Regions from separate parts of the Macaca mulatta genome. Here region 1 is linked to region 2. Evidence: chromatin contacts called from public Hi-C data. All regions are on one chromosome and are shown on one strand. The core of a region is the stretch at or near the end of the contact, and the rest is flanking DNA. Distances in the headings are between cores, read along the strand shown.

Region 1 (3,444 bases), core at 868-3,367, 100 kb before region 2:
ATTTTTGTATTTTTTGTAGAGATGGGAGTCTCCCTAAGTTGGCCAGGCTAGTCTTGAACTACTGGGATCAAGCAATTCACCCACCTCAGTCTCCCAAAGTGCTGGGATTACAGGCATGAGCCACTGAGTCCGGCCCGCTTCACGTTTTAAGGGCTTCATGGAATCCACATGCACCTACCCCGGCTTAGGTAACCTGCCCTCACTGGAGACAGTTAGGTTTTTTCCAACTTCTTGCTGTTCCAAACTATGCCACAGTGAATTTCCGCGTCATATCCAGAATGCCTGTGGTGCAGGCTCCTAGAAGGAGGATGGCAGGCTCCTACCTCCAGGCATTTCCCTTTTTTTTTTTTTTTTTTTTTTTTTTTTTGAGATGGAGTCTCGCTCTGTCGCCCAGGCTGGAGTGCAGTGGCACAATCTTGGCTCACTGCAACCTCCGCCTCCCAGGTTCAAGCAATTCTCTGCCTTAGCCTCCCGAGTGGCTGGGATTACAGGTGCCACTACCACACCCGGCTAATCTTTTGTATTCTTAGTAGAGACAGGGTTTCGCCAAGTTGGCCAGGCTGGTCTTGAACTCCTGACCTTGTGATCCACCCGCCTCAGCCTCCCAAACTGCTGGGATTACAGGTGTGACCCACCACGCTCAGCTAGCATTTCCCATTTTGATCTTAGTTGGGTTTCAAAGTCTCTGGGTAGGCGCTATGCTCAGTTTCTTCCTTTGTGTGTGTCTGATGGAGGGTAAATGGTGCTGACCCAAGGGTCCCACTCAGGCAGCCTATCTGTTCAGCCCTCCTCTGACCACAAGCCCCTTTCTGCAAGATGGGAAGCTCCAGCTTCTTCCAGACCGCTGTCTAGGCAAACTTCATGGAGGCATGAAGACATTGTGCTTTACCATTGACCAGACCTGAGTTTGAATCTCACCCATGCTCCTTAAACACTTGGGATTCCATTATCATAGCTACGAAAAGAATAGAAACCTCTCAGGGTTGCAGGGAGGATGAAGCTGAACACGTGGAGCGCATTGCAAACAGTTACACAGGAGTTAGCCATTGTCTTCAGCTGGTGCTGACAGCTCTTTCCCAAGCATGAGAGAGGATCTTCTGCGCTGCCTATTCACATTTAGCCTGCAGCCGGCTGGGGCACCAAATTAAGACAATAAGGCTCTCTCCTGAGTTTACAATAGGCTTGATGCTTGACCTATTTCCTCACTTCCTCTGGACTTCTTTTTTTTTTTTTTGAGACGGAGTCTCGCTCTGTCGCCCAGGCTGGAGTGCAGTGTCCAGATCTCAGCTCACTGCAAGCTCCGCCTCCCGGGTTCCCACCATTCTCCTGCCTCAGCCTCCCGAGGAGCTGGGACTACAGGCGCCCACAACCGCGCCCGGCTAATTTTTTGTATTTTTAGTAGAGACGGGGTTTCACCGTGGTCTCGATCTCCTGACCTTGTGATCCGCCCGCCTCGGCCTCCCAAAGTGCTGGGATTACAGGCGTGAGCCACCGCGCCCGGCCTCCTCTGGACTTCTTAAGCGCTAAGGTAAAGAATGAAACTCTTGGACAAAGCCATTCATTCAACAACAACTATTTATCGAGCACCTACTACATGCCAGCCACTGTGCTAAGCACCATCTGGGTTTTTCCATCCGCAAAAGTAGGAATTGTGCTTCTCAACAGGGAAACGCTGGGCCTCTGGGTGGGGGAGCCTTTGGGACCGGACTACAATTCCGTCATTGGAACCCAGGGACGCCCCGCACGTTTCCGAACGGCCTCCAGGGGGCACCGCCGCCCTGAACTGAGAGCCACAGGAGCAGGGTAGGGGGAGGCCCAACTTTCTGCTCTGTCACTGGCAGATTAAGGACGATGCCGAGGGCCCAGAGGAGCAGGATTTGGACCGTGTTGCTGGGAACAGGGGCCTACACTGGCCCCAAGATAAGTTCGTCCGTACCTGGAGACCCTGGGTTCTGACTCTGAGGTCAGACGCAGCCAAGATGCAACTCAGGAACTTCAAGGTTTCCGCTCCGGCCCAGAGCCCCGGTCTGGCGGGGGAAAGGATAGGGGTGTCGCCCTTGCTCCCCCAGCCTCAGCCTTCGGGAGGCGCAGCCTCAGGGCGGGCGGCAGCACAAAAGGCTCCTGCGCCGCTAGGGGCACTCTCGCAGCAGCTGCGCGGGCGACCTCGCGATCACGTGCGGCGGGGGCGGGACCAAACGAGCGTCCAGCCAATTGGCTATGCCGTCGGCGAGCGTGATAGCCAATAGGAACCGGGAGCGGGGTCCCGGGACTGGGAAGAAACGGCGGCCGGGAGGGGCTCCGGGGACCATGGGGCTCCTGACCATTCTGAAGAAGATGAAGCAGAAAGAGCGGGAGCTGCGACTGCTCATGCTGTATCCTCCAGACGCCGGAGCCGCGGGGGTAGCGGGGCCCCGCCGGGCGGGCGGTGCCGGGCGCCCCCTGTCGGGAGCGGAACGCGGCGGCCGGCGCGTCCCAACTGCCCCTGGCGTCACCACGCCGGCCCCACCAATCGCCCAGGGGGCCGGGAGGCGCAGCACCCCTGGCCTGGGGCTGGGGCCAGCTCCGAGGGCCGCAGAAGCGGGCCTGCAGGCGCAGCGGCGGGTGGCCTGAGTGTCAGGGGCGGTGGGTCCCGGAGATGACTCGGACGCCACCACCGGCGGCCTGGCGCAAGCGTGGGGCCGCTGCCTTCCCGGCTCTCATCTCCCCCGGGCCCAAGGGTTCCAGGCCCCGGCCCCGCCCTCCAGCTGCGAATCTTGGGGGCGTGCGGGGTGGCGGGTGGCGGATGTGGACTCTGCGGATCCTTTCGAGCGTGGATCCAACAGTCTGTCTCTTTGGTGCTACGCGGCCCTTGGATGACCCTGTGGCTGAGGATGTGTGTATGTGAGCCCGAGTGCCCCGTGCGCGCTGTGCGCCTTCTGAGTCCATTTAGGCGCCCACACCCGTTCCCTCTGCTCTGTGCCAGGCCCCGCGGGGGAATGGCAGGGGAGATAAGATGCTTACGTGCACATATAACTTAATAATCAAATCTCACATTTTTGAGATAGGGTCTTGCTCTGTTGCCCTGGCTGGAGTGCAGTGGCGCAGTCAAGGCTTACTGCAGCCTCCAATTTCTAGGCTCAAGTGATCCTCCCACCTCAGCCTCCCAAAACTCTGGGATTATAGGCATGAGCCACGGAGTCCGGCCCATGTCTGTTTTATTTTATTTTATTTTATTTGAGACGGAGGTTCGCTCTTGTTGCCCAGGCAGGAGTGCAGTGGCGCAATCTCAGCTCACTGCAATCTCCGCCTCCCGGGTTCAAGCGATTCCCCTGCCTCAGCCTCCCAAATAGCTGGGATTACAGGTGCCCACCACCACGCCCGGCTCATTTTAAAGAATATTTTTAGTAGAGACGGGATTTCACCTTGTTGGTCAGGCTGGTCTCGAATTCCTGACCTCAAGTGATC
Region 2 (3,476 bases), core at 198-2,697:
GAACAAGTCTCCAAGGATGAAGACGAAAGGGGCTGGGCAGTGCCTATGTCCACGGTCTTGTTCCTCCTCAGCCCAGGATTATGACATCTTCGCCCCTATTTTACCTGTGGAGAAGCAGAGGCTCAGGGTTACCCAGGAAGTCAGGGCAGGGTTGGTGCTGGTGCCCATGCTGAGGCTGAAGATTAGACCTCAGACCAACTCTTGTGTCCTGCCTTTGCCCCACTCCACTGGTTCTATAAATAGCGACCACGTACCTACTAAATAGCAGGCCTGGTGGTGACTACCCTGTTATTCTTGTAATGCTTGAGTAGCTGACTTAGGGCATCCTCAGCACCGATGGGCGGTTTCCCCTGGCTCTGGCCTCCTTGCAGTACCCCTTTTTACCACCAGGTGGGGCTTCTGTACGAAGAGGGTGTTCGCAAGGCCCAGAGCAGCGACTCCAGCAAGAGGACCTTCTCCGTGTACAGCAGCTCTCGGCAGCAGGGCCGCTACGCCCCCAGCTATACCCCCAGGTCTGGCTGGCCAGGGGAGCCCCAGGGGAAAGGGACAAAAGAGGGCGAAGGTGCAGAGCGGGCTCTGATTCCTTGTCTCCCCCAATCCAGTGCCCCGATGGACACCAACCTCTTGAGCAATATCCAGAAGCTATTCTCTGAACGTATTGATGTGTTCAGCCCTGTGGAGTTCAACAAGGTCCGACTTCCAGCGTGACTCAGACTTCCAGGGAGCCCGGGGAGGGTTGGCTGGAGCAGCCCCACACCTGCCCAAGGAGCTCCAGGACTCTGTGACCAACTGGGGGTGACCCTGACCCTCCAGTCTCTGTCTCTAGGGCTGTTCTTAGGTAGTACAGAGTGCCCTGCCCCCAAATCCCACAGCCATTGTCCCAACCTTCGTGTGTGCCCAGCCTGAGTCTCTGGGTGCTGACCTGGGATGACTCTGCCCTTGTCCTTATCCCCACAGTAGTCTTGGGGCCTTCCCAGGGTTTTCTGTTCACCCATGGTTCCTGCCCCACCTCACCCCAAGCTCAGGGATGCCTCTGATTGCTGGGCCCTACCTGTCCCCTGCCCTCCAGATGACGGCGCTAATATTGTATCCCTCCGCTCTTATCTGGCCCTGGAGACTTTCTGCCTCATCCCAGCTACTTCCATCGTATGTCTCCCTGGCCCCTGCTTGGAACTTGGGTGACCCCCCCAACACCTGCTGTCCCCAAGCTGCATCCCTGTGTACCTGTCTGCAGGTGTCGGTGCTGACTGGCATCATCAAGATCAGCCTGAAGACGCTGCTGGAGTGTGTGCGGCTGCGCACCTTTGGGCGCTTCGGGCTGCAGCAGGTGCAAGTGGACTGCCACTTTCTGCAGCTGTACCTGTGGCGTTTTGTGGCCGACGAAGAACTGGTGCACTTGCTGCTAGACGAAGTGGTGGCCTCGGCTGCCCTGCGCTGCCCAGACCCTGTGCCCATGGAGCCCAGTGTGGTCGAGGTCATCTGCGAGCGCGGCTAGGCGCAGCCGCTGCCATGCACAGGCCTGTCCCGGCGCCCCATGGCACCCAGGCTCTGGTCTCCACCCGGTGGTCCCCGCAGGCAGGTGTCAGGACCTACCTAATAAACATATGTGGCCTCCTCCTCTCGCTTGCTGGGCGGGCCTTTCCGAGGGCGGGGTTTTGAAGCTGAGGCTTCTGAGGCGCCCGCGTCGGGTCCGCCCCTGAGTGCCGATTGGCTGGTGTGCTGGGCCCAGGATGGGCAGGGGGCGGGTCCATTTAAAAACCCTGGGACAAGAGCGGTCCTTGTCTGCACTCGGTGTCCAGGCAGGTGCAGGCGCCGCGGGGCCGGATCCTCCGCGCGGACAAGTCCATCTCCTGGGAAATGGGGCGGACTGTGTTTCCTTGACCGACTATTGTGAGCGCCCTCTCTCCGGCGGAGCGGAGACCATGGCCCCTCCTGAGGGCCCCCGGGCCCCGCTGGAATTCGGAGGGCCCCTGGGTAATGGGGCAGCGAGAAGGGACCTGGGGCAAAGGCTGAGCGAAGGAGAGCTGGAGGGGGTGAACTAAGAGCGGAGACAGGATCTGAGGATGGAAGGTTTTGCGGGTGTCCGAGGCAGAGGGACCCGGGGGTTTGCAGCGAAGGTGTCTGGAGAGGGAGAGCTGAGCAGGGGTCAGTTCTGGGGGCTGCAGAACGGGGATTTATGGTGTCGACTGGGAGCAGGAGGAGGGTCTTCGAGGGGGGAGCGGGGGACCAAGATGGACGCCTGGGAAGGGAACTGGGAGGCAGCGGGGTGCCTGAGGGCTGAGGAGGGGTGCAGAGGCACACTCTGGGAATGCCGAAAGGGTCCCGCAGAGACGTCAGAGCGCCCGTGGGGGACGGGGCGGGAGCTGGGGCGCTGGGGGCGGACGCCCGATGTGATGGCCCATCCCGCAGGCGCCGCGGCTCTGCTGCTGCTGCTGCCCGCCACCATGTTCCACCTGCTCCTGGCGGCCCGTTCGGGCCCCGCGCGCCTGCTGGGTCCACCCGCGTCCCTGCCTGGGCTGGAGGCGCTGTGGAGCCCACGGGCGCTGCTGCTGTGGCTCGCCTGGCTCGGCCTGCAGGCGGCGCTCTACCTACTGCCGGCGCGCAAGGTGCGGGCGCCGCTCGCGCACGCTCGGGGGAGGGAGTCGGAGGGGCTCGGCGAGGGAGAGGACGCCCCGGGCCTTATCAGAGCCCCCTTGGACCCGCAGGTGGCTGAGGGGCAGGAATTGAAGGACAAGAGTCGCCTGCGCTATCCGATTAACGGTGCCTGGGGGACGGGCCCTCGCGCTGGAGTTAAGCGGCCGGGGGTGGAGCTCCAGCCCTAGCGGGGAGGTCCACGGAGATTGGCCCCCACCCCAGGCTCCTTTGTATGCCTCTTTGCGAGCCCTAGGACAGACGCCGGGGGCTCGCCCTAAGCCCCTCGTCCCCACACCCTTACCCCATTTACTGCTACACTGTGCACCACAGCAGTGGCTGGGGTGATCCTCTGAAGGCCAGGGTGGCAGCCTAATGCTTGGGGCAGGGTCTGCGGCCCCCCTGAGTTTTGGGCTCTGTGTGTGTTCGCAGGGTGGGGATGTGGAGGCGTGCAGCCCCAGGGCTCACTGTGTGCTGTGGTTTAGGCTTCCAGGCCCTGGTGCTGACAGCCCTGTTGGTGGGGCTGGGGGTGTCAGCGGGGCTGCCTCTGGGGGCGCTCCCGGAAATGCTCCTGCCTTTGGCGTTTGTCGCCACCCTCACCGCTTTCATCTTCAGCCTCTTTCTCTACATGAAGGCGCAGGTAGCCCCAGTTTCGGCCCTGGCACCTGGGGGGATCTCAGGTGAGAGGGGTTCTAGGGGTGGAGATGGAGGCAGATCGGGGCGTCTGCCTGTACTCTCCAATATTCTCCAGGCAATCCGATTTACGACTTTTTTCTGGGACGGGAGCTCAACCCTCGTATCTGTTTCTTCGACTTCAAATATTTCTGTGAACTGCGACCTGGCCT

Evidence for each region. A called contact is a pair of places that touch in the nucleus more often than the background predicts.
Region 1: a Hi-C map of fetal cortex germinal zone shows a contact between it and region 2, with 2.6 times the contacts expected there. The contact joins the promoter of BATF2 here to the promoter of TM7SF2 in region 2. A contact is called at or near these places in 3 of 14 Hi-C or Micro-C datasets (CD4 T cells, fetal cortex germinal zone and liver).

What each region holds. Positions count from the first base shown.
Region 1 is chr14:9,370,509-9,373,952 of T2T-MMU8v2.0, reverse strand. It overlaps BATF2 (basic leucine zipper ATF-like transcription factor 2), which reads right to left and starts at 2,117. Exons shown (of 5, transcript XM_077962418.1): 1 at 1,937-2,117. ARL2 (ADP ribosylation factor like GTPase 2) reads left to right here and starts at 2,269. Exons shown (of 6, transcript XR_013403566.1): 1 at 2,269-2,372.
Region 2 is chr14:9,265,862-9,269,337 of T2T-MMU8v2.0, reverse strand. TM7SF2 (transmembrane 7 superfamily member 2) reads left to right here and starts at 1,447. Exons shown (of 11, transcript XM_015113808.3): 1 at 1,447-1,579; 2 at 1,804-1,974; 3 at 2,410-2,606; 4 at 2,706-2,760; 5 at 3,117-3,311; 6 at 3,383-3,476. The coding sequence starts at 1,510. VPS51 (VPS51 subunit of GARP complex) reads left to right here. Exons shown (of 10, transcript XM_077962308.1): 8 at 391-512; 9 at 603-690; 10 at 1,235-1,617. The coding sequence ends at 1,495. It overlaps LOC144334123 (a long non-coding RNA gene), which reads right to left and starts at 104. Exons shown (of 2, transcript XR_013403575.1): 1 at 1-104.